Linked DNA regions of Gossypium hirsutum: all the other regions are linked to region 3. A link is a contact called in public Hi-C data. All regions are on one chromosome and are shown on one strand. The core of a region is the stretch at or near the end of the contact, and the rest is flanking DNA. Distances in the headings are between cores, read along the strand shown.

Evidence for each region. A called contact is a pair of places that touch in the nucleus more often than the background predicts.
Region 1: a contact with region 3 is called in a Hi-C map of leaf, with 1.6 times the contacts expected there. The contact joins two enhancer-like sites. A contact is called at or near these places in 2 of 34 Hi-C or Micro-C datasets (callus and leaf).
Region 2: a Hi-C map of leaf shows a contact between it and region 3, with 2.8 times the contacts expected there. The contact joins the promoter of LOC107957330 here to the enhancer-like site in region 3. A contact is called at or near these places in 8 of 34 Hi-C or Micro-C datasets (anther, callus, leaf and 1 more).

The regions. Positions count from the first base shown.
Region 1 is chrA05:74,967,790-74,970,489 of Gossypium_hirsutum_v2.1, reverse strand. It overlaps the pseudogene LOC107960569. Among protein-coding and RNA genes, the nearest start is that of LOC121229551, 4.8 kb to the left of the region's middle. Within about 2 kb of position 1,274, at least 4 of the 9 cell types and tissues checked have an H3K27ac peak or open chromatin away from gene starts, as enhancers often do. A contact at or near this core is called in leaf, where this site is marked.
Region 2 is chrA05:74,999,492-75,002,191 of Gossypium_hirsutum_v2.1, reverse strand. LOC107957330 (WAT1-related protein At3g28050) reads left to right here and starts at 1,326. Exons shown (of 8, transcript XM_016892835.2): 1 at 1,326-1,768; 2 at 1,844-1,906; 3 at 2,005-2,118. The coding sequence starts at 1,587.
Region 3 is chrA05:75,181,669-75,184,368 of Gossypium_hirsutum_v2.1, reverse strand. No RefSeq gene overlaps it. Among protein-coding and RNA genes, the nearest start is that of LOC121229763, 24 kb to the right of the region's middle. Within about 2 kb of position 1,443, at least 4 of the 9 cell types and tissues checked have an H3K27ac peak or open chromatin away from gene starts, as enhancers often do. A contact at or near this core is called in leaf, where this site is marked.

The DNA of each region.
Region 1 (2,700 bases), core at 25-2,524, 210 kb after region 3:
CTTCTATTTCTTCAACCTCAATTGCTCTCATATCTGCATCCATCCCTTCAAGCATCTTCTCTCCTTCCTTAAAAGGTTTAGTCTTTGGACAAGCACCAGCCTTATTCCATTCACCTTCAAAATGTGAAGGTGAAAACGTGGCGAGGAACACATCAATTCTATTACCATTAGCCCCTTTTCTCTCAATTATTGTCTTAAGCGCAGTCTTTAAGGCCTTCCTCATCACATCGTAAAATCCAATCTCAGTGTGATTTAGTCCAGGGCAGTAATGACAACCTAATACTAAATCACCCTCATAATAAACTGCTGGATGAAGAAACCAATGCCCTATCGAGAGTAGAATCATATCTATATGGTCCAAATCAGAACCCCACTTCTCATCAACAGTGTCCACATATAATTCATTATGATTTGGACCAGCTTTTGATTTCTCAACACCTTTAACTAGAAATGGTGACCAGTACACTGATATAGTAATGTTATGAGAAGCAAAATGCCATGTACGAAACTTGTTATCCTCCCCACCTCTATAAACCAGGTTAGGATTGGAGGCAGTGGCTAGCATACAAAGAAGTGATTCCAGTTGGTTCCTAGCCATGGAATCTCCGACAAAAGCTATGTGCTTGTTACTTAAGAGATGCAAGAAAGTATTGGGATTAAACCTGGGGAGCTTGCATTGGCTTGCTCGCCATCTCCAATAAAGGTAATCCAAGTCAGGTCTCCCATGAGAGATACAATTTTGACCGTCCTTGATTGTACCACAGGTTGTGCCATTGTACAGAGGCCCCATCTTGTCGTGTACCCATCTGCCGTCGGTGTAGTCACATGGAGTTTCATAAACTATTTCTTCTTCTATAAAAGAACAAAAAAAGTTGGTTCATTAATATCACCCAATAACTAAAAACTCATGGTAATTAAGGATAAAAGGTTGACAAGTACTTTTGGTTGCTGAAAATACCTTTGGTGAGGATGGTGGGATTGTTGGGAGGGAGGTGATGAAAAGGGTGAAAGTAGAAGCGAAGAAGAGCTATGGGGAGGAGAGCATAAAGAGCGAAAGGCAGCAACTTCTTGGTGGGGGAGGGAGAGTTAGGATGGGGTTTGAGTGGACTCATTACCTCCATGTTGGAAAGAGAAATACTTGCACTGCTCCTTTGTTCTTTTGTTTTCTGGGTTATTTGGCTTTGAGTTGAGGGTTAATTCTAGCCTTACAACACTGTGGATGTTACAGTAAGCGTTTCAGGCAAAACGACAGCTTGTTTTGCTACGATAAGCTAAGCGAGTCGGCCAAAATATCCAGCGGGAAATCGTTGTTTATAGCCATAGCTGTGACTTAGTCGATGGTTGGATCTGACCCGTTAGTGTTAAAAGTTGGATTTAAATATAATATTAATTGATATTTATTAATCCTATATTTGGATTGAAGTAATAGAAAAGAAATCATTTCTTCGTTTCATTAACTTATTTTTATTTAGATAAGAGAAAATGTTAAGGAAATTGATTTCATTAGTTATCTCAAATCAGAAGGACTTGATTAATTAATTTGGTATCATTTCAATTAGGAAATAATTAATATATCTTTTTATTAAATTATTATTATTTTGATAGTTTTTTTTATTTTTCTATAAAATTAAATTAAAATTAACATTTTAAAGAATAATTTTAATAAATTTATAAACAAATTCTTCATCACTAAACCAATTAATAATCTTTAATTAAATTTTAAAAATTTTATTATATGTTATTTTTAAAAACACTTCTATTCTAAATATTGTTATAAATATTTTATTAAGTGAATGTCCATCAAGATCTAGATAAGTTTTGATATATTTTAAATTCTAATAGTCATTAGAAGTAGAGTTCTATTTCATTTATACTTCTTATGTCTGTAAATATAGATTTTGGAGAAGCATTGTAAAAATTTCGATTGATCAATAAAATACGCTCTCTTTTTGCTCTCCCATCCTCTTTGTCCTTTACTTTCTGTCTTTTTATTTTATAACACATTATCTGCACGATTCTCTTTTATTTTATAATACAGACATTCCAGATCTACTGCTCAAGTTTTTGTCGATTGCCTTCTAGAGCTATTGCAATTTTAGTCTTCAATTGAAGCCTGCGCACTATGGGTAATCATTAAAACCTTTAACCACTTAGATCTTCAGATATATTTTATTATGATTTATTTATTATGTCATATTTATTATAATTCGAGACTAATCATGACAACATGAATAGATAAATTTTGATTTGAAATCCACACGTGTTTGCGATGGTGATTATGAAATTTGGGACGTTTATAAGTTCATCCTAGTAAATCTATTATATTCCCCAAAGTGAATGCAAAAGAAAACAAAAACCGATATTATTTCAATATTTGGGAGTACAAAATTAGTCGAAAGCTCTAGAAGAGCTAATATATTAATATCTTGTGATGGTTAATCCATTGGTTTTAAAAGATATTTATAATGGATCTCATATTGAGATTGTGAATGAATAAAAAATTATATTTCATATAAATCACTATTGCTATAAATATCTATTTTGAAAGGATGAAAAAAAAGAGAGGATTGAGTTATTGATTACTCTTGTTATTAAATTGAATTGACTGTGATTATCTTTATGATCTTCTTTTGTCATCATCCCCATTAAAGGATTAAAAGTAAAATATTTGACTGTGAAAGATCTACTTATAAGCAATAA
Region 2 (2,700 bases), core at 77-2,576, 180 kb after region 3:
TGAAGCAAATGAAAAACATTCCACATGCTTCTATTGTTGGAAGCCTGATGTATGTTCAAATCTGTATAAGACTTAATATTGCATTTGTAGTTGGAATGTTGGTAAGATATCAGAGTAATCTAGGTATTGACCACTGGAGAGCTGCAAAAAAAGTTTTGAGATATTTTAAAGGGACAAAGGGCCACATGCTTACGTACAAATGATCAGACAATTTAAAGGTAATTGGCTACTCCGATTCATACTTTGTCAACTGTGTTGATTCACGTATATTAACATTAGGTTACATATTTATGTTTCCCGACGGAGCTATATCTTGGAGGAGTATCAAGTAGACCTTAGTTGCTACTTCCACTATGGAGATTGGGTTCGTTTCATGTTTTGAGGCTACCTCACATAGAGTATGGTTAAAGAGTTTCATTTCTAGGTTTAGACTTGTGGATTCGATTTCTGGGCCGTTGATGATATATTGTGACAATTCAGTTGTTGTCTTTATGGCTGTGAACAACAAAAGTGGAAGTCAAAGTAAACATATCGACATTAAGTATTTAGCCATAAGGGAACGTGTTAAATAAAAGAAAGTGGTTATTGAGCACATTAACACTGAGCAGATGTTAGGTGATCTTTTGACTAAAGGCATGTCACTATACAAATTTAAGGATCATGTTGTCACTATGGGACTTGTTCTCACATTGTAAATTTTCGTTATAAGAACGATTATAAAGAAACTCTATTAAATTTGATATTTCTCATATTTTGTGTGTACATTAATTTTATTATTTCGAGAAATGTTACTAAAGTTTAGATCTGGAATAAACATTGGGTTTATTCATTAAGAAATTAAGCTAAAACGTTGAGACATGATATATTGTGATACATGGAAGACACTACTCAAATTTCAAGAGAAAATATCGTCATGATTCATGCATTATGTTTCGACTTCAAGTATTCATGGGCACTACAGACCAAGTGGGAAAATGTTGGAATTGCCTTTCGGTTTGTGGGAATAACCCCATTTTTTGCTGCCCACTACTTTCATATTTTTGTTTGTGTAATAGTGACACATGTAGTTGGTGATTTTTTGCATGAACCACCACTATAAATACCAACTAAGCTTAAGGTCTCTACGCACTGAAAAATCAAAAACTAAAAATATTTCATCTAATGAAATTTTCAACTACTTAAAAGATTTTAACTATTTTCAATTTTTTATATGGCTAAATTCGACTCCTTAATTATGGTTTGAGTACTCGACATGCAATAACTTGTTACATCTTTTCTGTTGCAGTATAATATTTAAATCATTATTTATACTTACACAAGAATCTAGGTATTGGGTAAGGAGGCAATGACGAAAGGAGCTATGTCAGCAGCGACTTGGACTCGTTGCTTGTCGTCTATAACTCCTTGTTGTTAGCTATGGCTGCGTATGTATTTTAAATATAAAAGGACTTTAAAATTGATATTAATAACTAAAATTGAAATGAAAGTGTCCACCTATTTGCTCCAAAGTCCAACTACTTAAAATTCAGTCCTAGGAAGGAGGTGGCACAGAAGTTGATCGCAAGAACTGAAATTGGGTCTGAAGAATGGGGAAGGAGATGATCGGTTTGCCTATTGTAGGGATGGTAATGGCAGAGGTTGCTCAAGTTGGACTCATGATAATGGGCAAAGCAGCAATGTCCCATGGGATGCCCAACTTCGTCTTTGTTTTCTATTCCAATGCTCTTGCCTCTCTCATTCTCCTCCCTGCTTCTTTTCTCTTCCACAGGTACCGTTCGTTCTCTCTCTCTCTCTCCATAATTCCCATTTCACTTTCTCCTTTGATTTTCCGTTTTCCCTGCAGATCACACCTTCCTCCACTCACTTTCTCTATTCTTTGTTGGTTTTTCTTGCTTGGCCTTCTTGGGTATGTAAGATTAATTGAAATTATGATGTGGGTTTTCAGTTACATAACTATGGATTTCAGGGCTTTAATTCATATTTTACATGGTATTTGGTATGCAGTTGCTTTGCCCAGATTTCTGGGTATGCTGGGATATATTATAGCTCGCCTACTCTGGCAACTGCCATGCTTAATCTCATCCCAGGTCTCACCTTCATCCTTGCTGTTGCTTTCAGGTTATTATCTGTTCTCCTATTGTTGTGTGTAATACTCTGATCAATCTGATAACTAAAGGATAAAGTATACGTGGATGATGGAATGTAAGGCTATTTAATCTATTTACTTTTTACTTCCCCTGAAGTACCACTTGTATCCAACACATATTTATACATAGGTTTGACAGAAAAATTGAGCATACCCTTTCGGGCAATCCTGGTATTCCAGTCTGTAAAAGGGCCAATGGTTGGAACTGAGTTTGAAGTAATATGTCTGCAGCCATTTTGTTTTTTTCTATACCTCATAAATTCTCTTGGGATTGTTTTTGTATTTAAGAAATATGGTTGCTTAGAGGAAACAGATTGCAGTCCCTAGGAGGTTGCCTGCTCTTACTCGTACTGAAGTGGGAAATTGGGAACTTATTTAAGTGACAAATTTGTTTGATCTCCTTGCACAAATAGTTATAAATTCATCTCCTTTATAAGCTTCTTACAACTCAGGTTCCTCCTGATGATGGTTTTCCCTGCTTTTCGTTCTCATTTTGAGATCCTGTTGAGGACTAATGTGAATTCCTTTTAGCCAGCAACTGATATGATCAATGT
Region 3 (2,700 bases), core at 194-2,693:
TGTTTTTTGGGTTGAGGAACTAATACAAGTTTTATATATAAAGAGGATATGAGAAGTGAGAGGGGGCATTAAATGATGCAAAGAGTTTTAGAACTGGCCATGTGACCCGAGCCTTGATGTTCCTATCATATGATATTATATCATTAAGGTTAAATTCTGCTACTAAGTCCCTATACTTTACAAAAGTTAAAGATTTAGTCTTTATACTTTAATTTAATCAATTTTAGTCTTTTTACTTTTTAAATTGGTCAATTTTAGTCCTCCTACTTTTCAAATTTTGAAATTTTAGTCCTAACCTAATCAATAGCAGTTAAATCTATTTGATTAATTTCAATTGTTAATCTTGTACTTTGCACATAATTCTAGATTTAGTTTATATTTTCCAATTGTATCATTCTAAGTCCATGTACTTTTAGAATTTTGAAATTTTAATATTGACATAAATGATAGTCGTTGATCCATTAATTAGATTTTTAGTGGGTAATATGTAGAAATAACAAGCTGGTACAAGATTACACATATAATAATATATTTGTTATATCAGATTTCAGCAATAGCATAACTTAACTTAATGTATTAACAATTATTATTTGATGGTGATTGAAATTTTAAAATTTGAAAGGTATAATGACTAAAAAAGAACAAATTAGAGTACAATGATTAAATCTACAACTTTTGTAAAGTATAAGGATTAATAGTAAATTTTAACCTATCATAAATATATATTAAAATTTAAAAATATTAAAAAAATAACTTTATAAACCACAAGTCTTGATTTGAATGGAGTGATGATTAAAACTCTTATCAAACACTCATTTGACAAGGGTTCAAATCATGTTACCCCCATCCCCTACCCCTAATATTATATAAAAACAACTTTATAAACTACAATGTGTGGCATGATAATTGCTCACTTAATCCATGCTCATGAAAATGAAATATATTATATAAGTTCCAGCTTATGCCTATTTAACAAGATAGTTTTACCAATTTGAATAAATTTTAAAATTTTAATTGTACTCTAATAAACATAAATAAATTCTTAACACAAATAAGGAGCTAATTGAAAGAATCAAGAAGATTTTTAATTGTAAAGAAAATCTAAGTATAATGATAAAATTTAAAGGATTTTCTATATTTTAACATTGCTTTTATAAAATAATTAGATCTTTTAGATGATTGAGCAACTTAAACAATATCACTAGATATATATTATTAACTCAGTCAACAACGATAAGATATGTTGCATTTTCTGTTCTCATTTCTAGTTTTGATTGCACGCCTTGGATGTTTTGTCGTTTTATGTATGTGGGCTTTGTGGTAGGGCCTAATAAATGCTTACCTTTAAAGTGGCCTACTCACGTGTCTGACAGGTCCTTCACTCGCCTAAGCCCAAACACCACCATCCAAAAATACATCTGTCCTAGTAATCCTCGAACCACAAAAAAGTCGTGGGTTTGACGTGTGTCTCTTCTAGGCCGCGTCATCGCTAATCCAATGGCTAAAGATAACCCTCCGTCTGCCTTTCTTTTGGGATGGTTTTGATCACATGGGTGCTGTCCAGCTAGGCTCGAGGGGTAGATTCATGATGAGACGAGACTTATATAATTCTTGTATTCCTATATCATATTTTTCTAATTATTTCAATTTATATATTACAAACCCAGTTTTTAAATCATTTACGTATATGCTAATTTCCTTTTTTCTTTCAAGTTTATAACTACATTATAATTAAAGTGCAAGTAGAACTATTAAAATATAAATAGCTTATAGAATAAAACCTTAGTTTTTAATTAAAAAAACTCATACTATTGTAGTATAAATTATAAATCACAAATATCTAAATTACAAATTAATTAACCGAATTAAAATTCAATAATTCATAATGGAACTTAAATAGCCACATATTTTAATTGTGGATGGTGAATATTAAATTTAAATACTCAAAAACTTAAAATATCTGTTTTTGTCAATTGAACAAAAGTTTATTAGATTTTTATGTTATTTTTATATTTTATTTTCATTATTTTTTTAATGTCGATACAAAATTGAGTCCTAGTTTACATTGAAAAATTAATGTCTAAAATCATTGAAAAATCAATGTTGACAATAACTTAAGTGGGGAAGAGTTTTAATGGAGATTAGAGGGATATCTTTTTATAGTAAGAGGAGGAAGAAGTCTTTTTGGAAGAGGAGCTTAGCATGAGCTGTTTTAGGGTTTTATAGGAGTTGTCGTAACTTAAAATTATGGAAAAAAAACTTTTACGCACTGACTCGATTGCACTTGAAGTGGGTAATAAAAGACTTTTCAAAGATATGATAAAAAAAATATTTAATTGGACTTTTGATAAAATTCGTTACTGAAATCTATTAGGAATCAATGCTGATTTATCAATAGCTAACGAGAAAGTATGGGAGGATCTTTAATCGGACAAGTCCTTCCATAGGCTAGTTCTCCATAACAAAAGTAGTTAATTTCATGAGCCTTGGTGATAAGATACAACATTTATGTTATTTTTATTAGAAATAATAGAGATGAAGCCTTGGGGAAAATAGAAATGGCCCCACATAACAAGTTGGCAAAGTTTTTGAATTCTGAATGTCACGTTTTTGCATTAAAAAAAGGATTTACTCGTGATTTGTTCTTGAATTTGAACAAAAAAATTAGAGCATTTTTCTCAAATGAATTAGACCATTTTT